Regions from separate parts of the Macaca mulatta genome. Here region 2 is linked to region 1. Evidence: chromatin contacts called from public Hi-C data. All regions are on one chromosome and are shown on one strand. Each heading gives the region's core, a stretch centred on a gene start, on an enhancer-like site or on the middle of the called end of the contact. The rest is flanking DNA. Distances are from core to core; before and after follow the strand shown.

What was found. A called contact is a pair of places that touch in the nucleus more often than the background predicts.
Region 2: a Hi-C map of fetal cortex germinal zone shows a contact between it and region 1, with 5 times the contacts expected there. The contact joins two enhancer-like sites. A contact is called at or near these places in 8 of 14 Hi-C or Micro-C datasets (blood, fetal cortex germinal zone, fetal cortical plate and 4 more).

The regions. Positions count from the first base shown.
Region 1 is chr7:124,514,440-124,518,707 of T2T-MMU8v2.0, reverse strand. All of the region lies in intron 3 of LOC106999426 (a long non-coding RNA gene), which reads right to left. Among named protein-coding and RNA genes, the nearest start is that of TMX1, 53 kb to the right of the region's middle. Within about 2 kb of position 1,942, at least 4 of the 40 cell types and tissues checked have an H3K27ac peak or open chromatin away from gene starts, as enhancers often do.
Region 2 is chr7:124,972,700-124,977,137 of T2T-MMU8v2.0, reverse strand. No RefSeq gene overlaps it. Among named protein-coding and RNA genes, the nearest start is that of GNG2, 76 kb to the left of the region's middle. Within about 2 kb of position 2,302, at least 6 of the 40 cell types and tissues checked have an H3K27ac peak or open chromatin away from gene starts, as enhancers often do.

The DNA.
Region 1 (4,268 bases), core at 693-3,192:
AGGAGCACTTCATCTTGTCAATCAGATTACATTTTTACATTTACAGGCCCCAGAAAATTGTTCCAGATCCCTCCCCAACAACACACACACACATGCAGGATATTGCAAATCATTTCTTGGGATTGATACAGTTCCTGGACATTAGAGGAGTAGCTCACATCTGCACCCCATAATATTGAGTCATGAAACTCACACAGATGAGCTTTTTCTCATGGTTAGAGCCACCCAAGTACAAAGAGACCAAGCTAGTCAAATAGTTTCAGGAGGAAGCAATAGCCGCCCTTGGTGTTGAGGTTTTCTTAATTAATATCTGAAAAAGAAATTCCTTGATCCTTCCCTCAGACCCAGTGTTTTGTGAGGCCTTCCTTCCTGGCAGGGTTGACGGTGAATATCCTCCAGAATGCACAGCTGGCCAGGGCACTTTTGAATAATCCACGGCCTTCCCTGAGGGGCCCGCTCATGATACCCCCCGCTCCCTGCATACCCTGCCCTGTGCTCCACTCATCTCTTCACAGCTCCTGGCCAAGACGCTGGGGCCTCAGATTGCCTTCTGAGCCCTCAGAAAGGAGTGCTCCTCTTAAAGAGGTCAGGGGACCCCACTCCCCAGAAAAATCTCTGGCCAGGGATATGGCTACAGAGTTTCTGGCATTTGTGAGTTGGCGAGTGGTCAGGGAGTTTCCAGTCTTTTACTACTCTCGAAAAGCAACCCGATTTTTCATTTGAAGTCAGGATGTTGAAGTGTCACTGAATCGCTGGGGACGGACATCTGGGATCGGAGCCTTGTCTTGGTGGAGCCAGAGTCTCCGTATCACTTAAGGACACAGAAATCCTGGCTTCTTTCCCACATTAACTTGTGAATACGAATATGAAGATTTTTATCCGATTTCCCATATCTTCTCTTAGAAAAGGGGACAGAGTTCCAGTTCTAGAGCCACAAAGGATCTGTTGAAACTCTGGCATTGCAGCCACTTTCTTGTGTTTATTCTTCTTCTTCTCTGGATGGCAGTGTTTCAAGGCCCGGCAGGGGAAGCTCATGTGGCCTCATTTAAATTATTACTACTATGAATTATAATATATAGTGCTTTTTAGTTAAAAGGGTTTTTATCTTTATTATTTTAACCTAATCTTCATTTGACCTCCCCACTAATTCCGTAGTGTATCAGCTGTGGTCCCAGCAGGGATTCGACGGCACATTCAAAGAGTTTAATTGAAAATTGTTTAAAGAAGGGACTATTTACAGAGATGGATCAGTCAGAGTCCAATCAGGAAAATAAAAACTGTGCCGATTATTTTAATAAGGCAATTAAATTCAACACCTAAATAAAGGATTGGAGATCTTTGTATGAAGTATCTAAAGTAGTCAATTCATAGAGACAGAGAGTAGAATGGTGGTCATCAGGGGCTGGGGGATGGGAAATGGGGAGATATTTCAAGGGTAGAGAGTTTCAGTTTTGTAACATGAAAAAGTTCTGGAGATTAGAGGCACAACAATGTGAAGCTACTTAACACCACTGAACTGCGCACTTAAAAAGTTTAAGATGGTAAATTTTATGTTTTTCACAACAAAAAGAAAAAAAGAAAGGGGTTGGAGATCTGAATATGTGAAAGGAATCATAAAGGTAACACAGAAAAGCAACTGTGAAGGATAGGCTAGCACCACTTGGGCCAGGGAACAAAGGGAAGAGCTCAGTGTTGTCACCCAGAAGCTCGGAGCAGGGTGGCAGATCTGGGCCGGAGGCCTCTGAAGAGGGGCTGCCTGGTTGTTACAGGTGCTTGAGAGCAAGCACAAGCACGGCCGTGAGAGTGCCAGAAAAACACAGAAGGCTGCATCCCAAGGCTGCTGTGGGAAGGATGGCTGCTGAGCAGACTCTAAGAGGAAGCGCAAGCAAAGGAGGAATGGGTCCCTGCTCCTCCCTCCAGTCTTGCAGGCTCCCTGCAGCACCCTGTATTGGCAGAACTGACAGAGAGCTGCTGACAAAGAGGGATGTCTTTTGGAACATCACAGCCCAGTACCAAAAATCAGGGCATAAAAAAGGGTGGTGAGGAGCTGAGCAACATCAGCTTAGTAATGAGCAGGGTAAAGGGAATGGTAAAACAACCAGCAACCAGGAATGGCAGGGAACAATTATTGCCCCTAAGTCTAAGGGGCAAGAAGAAGGGATGATATTATGGGAATCTTGTCAGGGCCATTAGGGACATGGCTGTGGGAGAGGGGCTGCCAGCAGGATCTGTGTCCATCTGCCTAACCCCCAGCCAAGCAAGGAGGGAAGCGGTCAGAGGTGGGGGAAGAAACCCCTGACTTCTTTCTCTCTTCCTACCTGCTGGTCACCATAGCTTAAGAAGGAATGTTTAACATATATTTAATCAAAATGGGACCTACTATATGCCTTTATCTGCATCTTCATCTCCCCATCTAAGGATGATAGTGACAATAAAACTGAAATCCCTCTAAGTTAATATATTTCAATTCATTCCTTCTCAACAGTTTAGCAGTAACTTGGCATGAACAAAATTTGCTTTTAAGCATGAAAAATTGATGATTTTTACCAAATTTATTGAAAGCCTAACATGCCATTAAAATACTTGGAACTGATTTTTACAAATACTAGGAATATAAAAAGCAGATTAAATGTTTATCACCTGCTTCTCTTGCTGATAGTTGAAAAACTGCTTTGGATTCAAGTTCTCTAAAATGGGAATGACCATAATACACATCACACAGGATTGTAGTAAGGATGAAATGAGAAAAAAACAGGTGAAAGCACTGTGGAAAGGGGGGTTTTTATTTTCTGTTACCTTCAGCTTTCCCTGGGTCTGGGTGTTCTTTAAAGCAGGGGTCCCCAACTCCCAGGTCACGGACCGGTACTGGTCCTGTTGGAAACCAAGCTACACAGCAGGAAATGAGTGGCAAGCCAGCGAGGCTTCATCTGTATTTACAGTCACTCCCCATTACTCATATTACCACCTGAGCTCCAGCCTCCTGTCAGATCAGCGGCGACACTAGATTCTCATAGAAGCATGAACCCTATTGTCAACTGCGCATGTGAGGGATCCAGGTTGCACGCTGCTTAGAAGAATCAAATGCCTGATAACCTAAGGTGGTGATGCTAGCGCTGTGCGGTGGCTGCAAATACAGATCAACATTGGCAGAGAGGTTTGACTGCACAGAGACCATAATAAATCAACTGCTTGAAGACTCATATCAAGTCAGTGAGTGGCAAGTGACAATTAAGCTGCATCTGGTGGCAGACTTTATAGCAGCAAATGAGTCGATGTCCTTCAAGTGTACAACTGCATGTGGTGGCCTTAAAAGCACGTTTGAGACAACTTCAAATCTCCCTATGTTTTTGATTAAAGTCAAGGTGGAATGTCCTGAGACTGCCTTAAAAGCACTGAAAATCCTGCTTCCATTTCCAGCTTTCTATCATTGTGAAGCAGGGTTTTCTGCAGTGACAGCAACCCAAACAAGATTATGGAGTAGACTGGATATAAGCAACACACTTTGGGTGTCACTATCTCCCATCATTCCCAGATGGGACCATCTAGTGGCAGGAAAACAAGCTCAGAGCTCCCACTGATTCTACATTATGGTGAGGTGTATAATTACTTGATCATATATTACAACGTAATAATAATAGAAATAAAGTACACAATAAATGTAATGCACTTGAATCACCCCAAAACCATCCCCAACACTGGTTCATGGAAAGACTGTCTTCTATAAAACTGGTTCCTAGTACCAAAAAGGTTGGGGATTGCTGCTTTAAAGTACCACCATCACAATCTCTATCATAATCACTGCCATCATCACCATCTTCATCATCACTATCATCATCATTGCCTCCATCATCATCATCATAAAGATCACCATCAGCACCATCATCATCATCATTATCCTCATCACTAACATTATCTTTTCTCCAGGTCCTAAATTTCTTTGCCCTCATGGCCTTCCAAATTTTATGGAGCAACAGACCCTCTTGGAGGGAAATGAGAGATGGGATTTGGAGTCAGAAGAGTTGTGCTGGAATGCTGGTTTGCCATTGACTAACTGTAGGATCCTTCAGAGTTTTCCAATTTTCTCATCTGTTAAACAGAAATACCTACCTACCTCTGCTGATTATTTTCCCTTTGCCCCTCCAAATCCATTCTCTGCCCTCCCTTTGATACCTTATTTTGTATCTTGTAAGGATGACCTTTACAGATCAAATCACCTAGGCTCCCTTGTATGTGTATGTTTGTAGGAATACTGATAGAGGGTTGGAAAT
Region 2 (4,438 bases), core at 1,053-3,552, 460 kb before region 1:
TCAATTTTTAGATTTTTATCCCAAAGAAATGAAAACTTAGGTCTGCTGCAAGTATTTTCACATCACTGTTTATAGAAGCTTTATTCATTCTAGCCCCAAAGTAGAGATAATCTAAATGTCCATCATCAAGAGAATGAATAGTGGCATACCCATGTAAAGACATATGCTCTAACAATAAAATGGAATAATACACAAAACAACATGAATGAATCTCATAATTATGCCAAATAAAGCCAGACAAAAATGTATATATGCTGTATGTTTCCATTTATATAAAATTTGTATAAAATGAAAACTGTAGTGAAAGCAGATCAATGGTTTCCTGGGGATGGCAGCGTGGGGGTGGAGATTGGGGGATTCCAAAGGGGCATGAGGAAATGGATGGGATAAAGGATATGTTCATTATCTTGATTGCGGTGCTGGTCTTATGGGTTTATACTGTCAAACTGATCAAAGATCAAATTTTGTATTTTAAATATGTGCATGCAGTCTATTGTATGTCAATTATACTTCAATAAAGTTGTTTAAGATAAAGGTCTGTCTTCAAGTCACAGTTGTGTAATCTCAAGTGTTTTCACCTCTCTGCACCTGAGTTCCCTCAAGGGTCAAACGAGGAGAATAACACACACCTCACAAGGTTGCTATGCCAGGCGAGATCTTGTAGCAACAACCCCGAAAAAAGCACTAAATCAATGCCATGAAGAGTGTCTTGTCTTCCCTGTAAGGAACTTAATTTTCTGATTGATCCCTCAGCAGAATGGCAGTGTTCCCTCTCTAGGTCATCCCTTTTATCTTCAGAAATCAAAGAACATGACTTTTGAAGCTAGAGTCCTTAGATCTCTTAAATGCCTTTAGAAACAACGTTAGATTGGGAAAAAATGAGAACGCAAAGGAAATTAAAAAGCAACAGCATAAGCATCTGTAGCTTTGTTGAGCACTTGTGAAAACTGGGCTTGCCCTACCTTCAACGGACACAATAAATTTAAGCCATCTGGCCTATGTGTAACCCCTGCACACACACATGAATATACGTATCATATTCATATGATACACAATTATGAAGGGAAAATAATTATAAAAAATAAACCACAGCCGAGCAAGGTGGCTAATGCCTGTAATCCCAGCACTTTGGGAGGCTGAGGCGGGCAGATCACGAGGTCAGGAGTTCAAGACCAGTCTGGTCAACATAATGAAACTCCATCTCTACTAAAAATACAAAAATTAGCCGGGCGTAGTGGTGCATGCCTGTAATCCCATCTACTCCAAAGGCTGAGGCAGGATAATCGCTTGAACTAGGGAGACGGAGGAAGATCGTGCCACTACACTTCAGTTTGGGCAACAGAGTGAGACTTTGTCTTAAATAAATAAATAAATAAAACACATATGCTTTAGAGTCAGACCTCGAATCAGATCCTGACTCACTGACTTCGTGACACCTTGGACAGCTCCCTCAATCGTGCTGAGCCTCAGTTTCCTCACTTGTAGAACACTATCCTGGAGTAAGAAACTGGATAAAACAAACAAAACCATGTAAAATACCTAGGACAGTACCTGGCACAGTGAAACAGCTTTCCTGAGGTAACACCAGATTGTGATCACACTTGAATTCAAACCTCCTGGTCCCAGGTCAATAATTTTTCTATTATCCTCTGTTGCTGGTTTACCTGGGTAGTCTGTGGCAGAGGGGCAATTAGATACCAGGTGTCTTAACTCTCAGTCTGGTGTTGCTGCCACTGCACAAGGTCATTTTTAAAAATCATCACTAATGAGAATCTATTAATTAGGGGGAAATGGTACCTAGAGATGTAATCATACTAGTTGAGGGACCAGGGAAAATCCCTTTGGACCCTATTCCAGTGCTACTAATTACTACCAGGTCAGTCCCCAGTGTGAAACCTGTGTCTCCACTGGCCATTCCCTGTTTGCTACTGTGCCTGCAGCAGAACCCTTTCCAGAACTTTCTACCTGGAAACCGCATCACCCTCCCCCACCCCCGCCACCCCCGCACTGGACTGGGCGGGATGTTGGGAGTACATAATTGTTGTTGTGGCGGCCCTCAACCACAAGATGGCAGCACACGACTCTCTTCTTTCAGAAAAGAAATCTGCAGCAGCGGAATTTTGCAACCCGGCACGTTTCAATTAAGATGAAAATATATTTTTAAAAGTTGCCTCTGTCACCCTTCAAATGGTAAGCATAAACCAAAGAACACAAAAGGAGACTGCTAAGGCATGAGGATTAGGGATGAAGGGAAGACTGGAGTAGACAGACCCTGTAGAGCTGCTTGGAAGCTGTAGGATTTGCCTTCTTGGTATTTGCACAAGGTCTTGTTGCTGCTTTCTTCTTTGTTCACATCCTTGCCAGAGCTCAGAACTCCAAAATGAACTGTTCTAGGGGTCTCTGCCCTTGATCGAGTCTATCTGATCCTTGACCAGGCTTTAAAATTATGAATTCCTCTATATCCATAAAGATGTGTGTGTATTCCTTATTTCTTTTCCCATAATATCAAGGGCACGGGGTTTTTTTGTTGTTGTTTTTTACATGTCTCTGCATGTTCTCTGCTGCTGCACGTCCACTTCAGACATCATTCATTGTTGTGGTTATGCCGATATCAGGAGACAGTGTGGATTTTAATCTCCATCCCACCTCAGACACACCAAGGTCTGAGCTAAAGTAGTCTTGGCTACCCTCAGCACCTCAGGCCCAGGTAGCCCTCTGCTGACAGGTTCTCATCTTCTTTCCAAGTTCTTCCTTTTCACCTGGAATGTAAACACCTCTGAAGGGCAGAGTGGCACCTAAAGCATTTTAAATTCCTTGGGAGCTCATAAATTTTTTTTTTTTTTTTTGAGATGGAGTCTCGCTCTGTCACCCAGGCTGGAGTGCAGTAGTGTGATCTCGGCTCACTGCAAGCTCCGCCTCCTGGGTTCATGCAATTCTCCTTCCTCAGCCTCCCGAGTAGTTGGGATTGCAGGCATGCACCACCACATCTGGCTAAATTTTTTGTTTTTTGTTTTTGTATAGATGGGGTTTCACCATGTTGGCCAGGCTGGTTTCAAACTCCTGACCTAAGGGGATCTGCCTGCCTCGGCCTCCCAAAGTGCTGGGATTACAGACGTGCGCCACCACACCTGACTGATTTTTGTATATTTAGTAGAGTTGGGTTTTACCATGTTGGCCAGGATGGTCTCAAACTTCTAACCTCAAGTGATCCACCAGCTTGGCCTCCCAAATGTGGGGATTTCATAAACCTCATGTTTCAAGCAAAAGAATATTTTGATTACCTAAAGTAACTAGAAGCTCTGCGCTTAAATTGGGAATCACCATCTTTCCCATTAGGTCTTGAGGAAATGTGATACAGATGCATAGACGAATAATCGGAATATAAACACTTGAGGGAGTGGGGAGAGTCGGTTAGTGATGATTCCTAGTGCAGAAGTGAGCAGGCGTTAGCTAGGCTTAGGTGGAGGGGGGCGCTGGGGTGAGGAAAGACATTCTCCTCAGAGAGCAGTACCTGAGGGGTGGAAGTGAGAAACAACAAAATGCAAGCAAGCAACCACAGGTAGCTCTGTCCTGCAAGAGAGTGAAGCGCGGAGGAGAGTCAGTAATGGAGAGGCTCTTGCCATAGGCAATATTGGTCACAGGGTGCCTTGTACGCCATTCCAAATGGCTGGGGCTCCTGCTCTAGGTGATGGATGGTCGCTCAAGGGTTTGACGAAGACAGTTCATATTTCAAACAGATTGCTGAACCCTTAAGGTGGAGGAGATATTTCGGAAGGCCGTTCCTGTAAGTAGGAAAACCACTGGGGGCACTGTTGCAGTAATGCAGGAAGGAGACAAAAGGGGTCAGAGCCAGGGTATGGGACAAGATACAGAGGGGCATTTAGGAGCCCACTCAGGAGGACCCCATCAACTGGTTGGATGTAAAGTGTCAAGGGTGGCTTCAAAGTTTCTAGCTTAAAGAACTGAGGAGATGATGGCATCACCACCTGAAATAGAGACTTTTAAGGAAGAGTTGGTTTAGAAGGGAACCCTGGTGATGAAAATGGTTTTGTGTATGCTGAGACAGAGGTGCTTGGAGGACCTCTAGGTGGGGTGACCAGCAGGCAGGTAGAATACACAGCAGAAGCCTGAGAGAGGGCTTGGGCTTGGGACGTTGATTTGGGAGACACCAATGGTTGGGTGCAGTTAAAACCAGGAGAGTGAATGCAATTGCCCCAGAAGCAGGTGAAGAGGGGGAAAAGCAGGTGGTCAAGGAGAAAACTCTGGGAACATCAACATTTACGGGATAAGCAGCAGAGAGAAGCTGTTGGGAAGAGAAGTCCATAAAGGAGAGGAAGAAGGAATGTCAGAGAGGTATAAAGAGAGGCAGAAAGTGTTGCCCTAGACACCAAGTGACTAGAGACCCTCGAGAGGATGGAGCCCACAGTTTCAAATACGG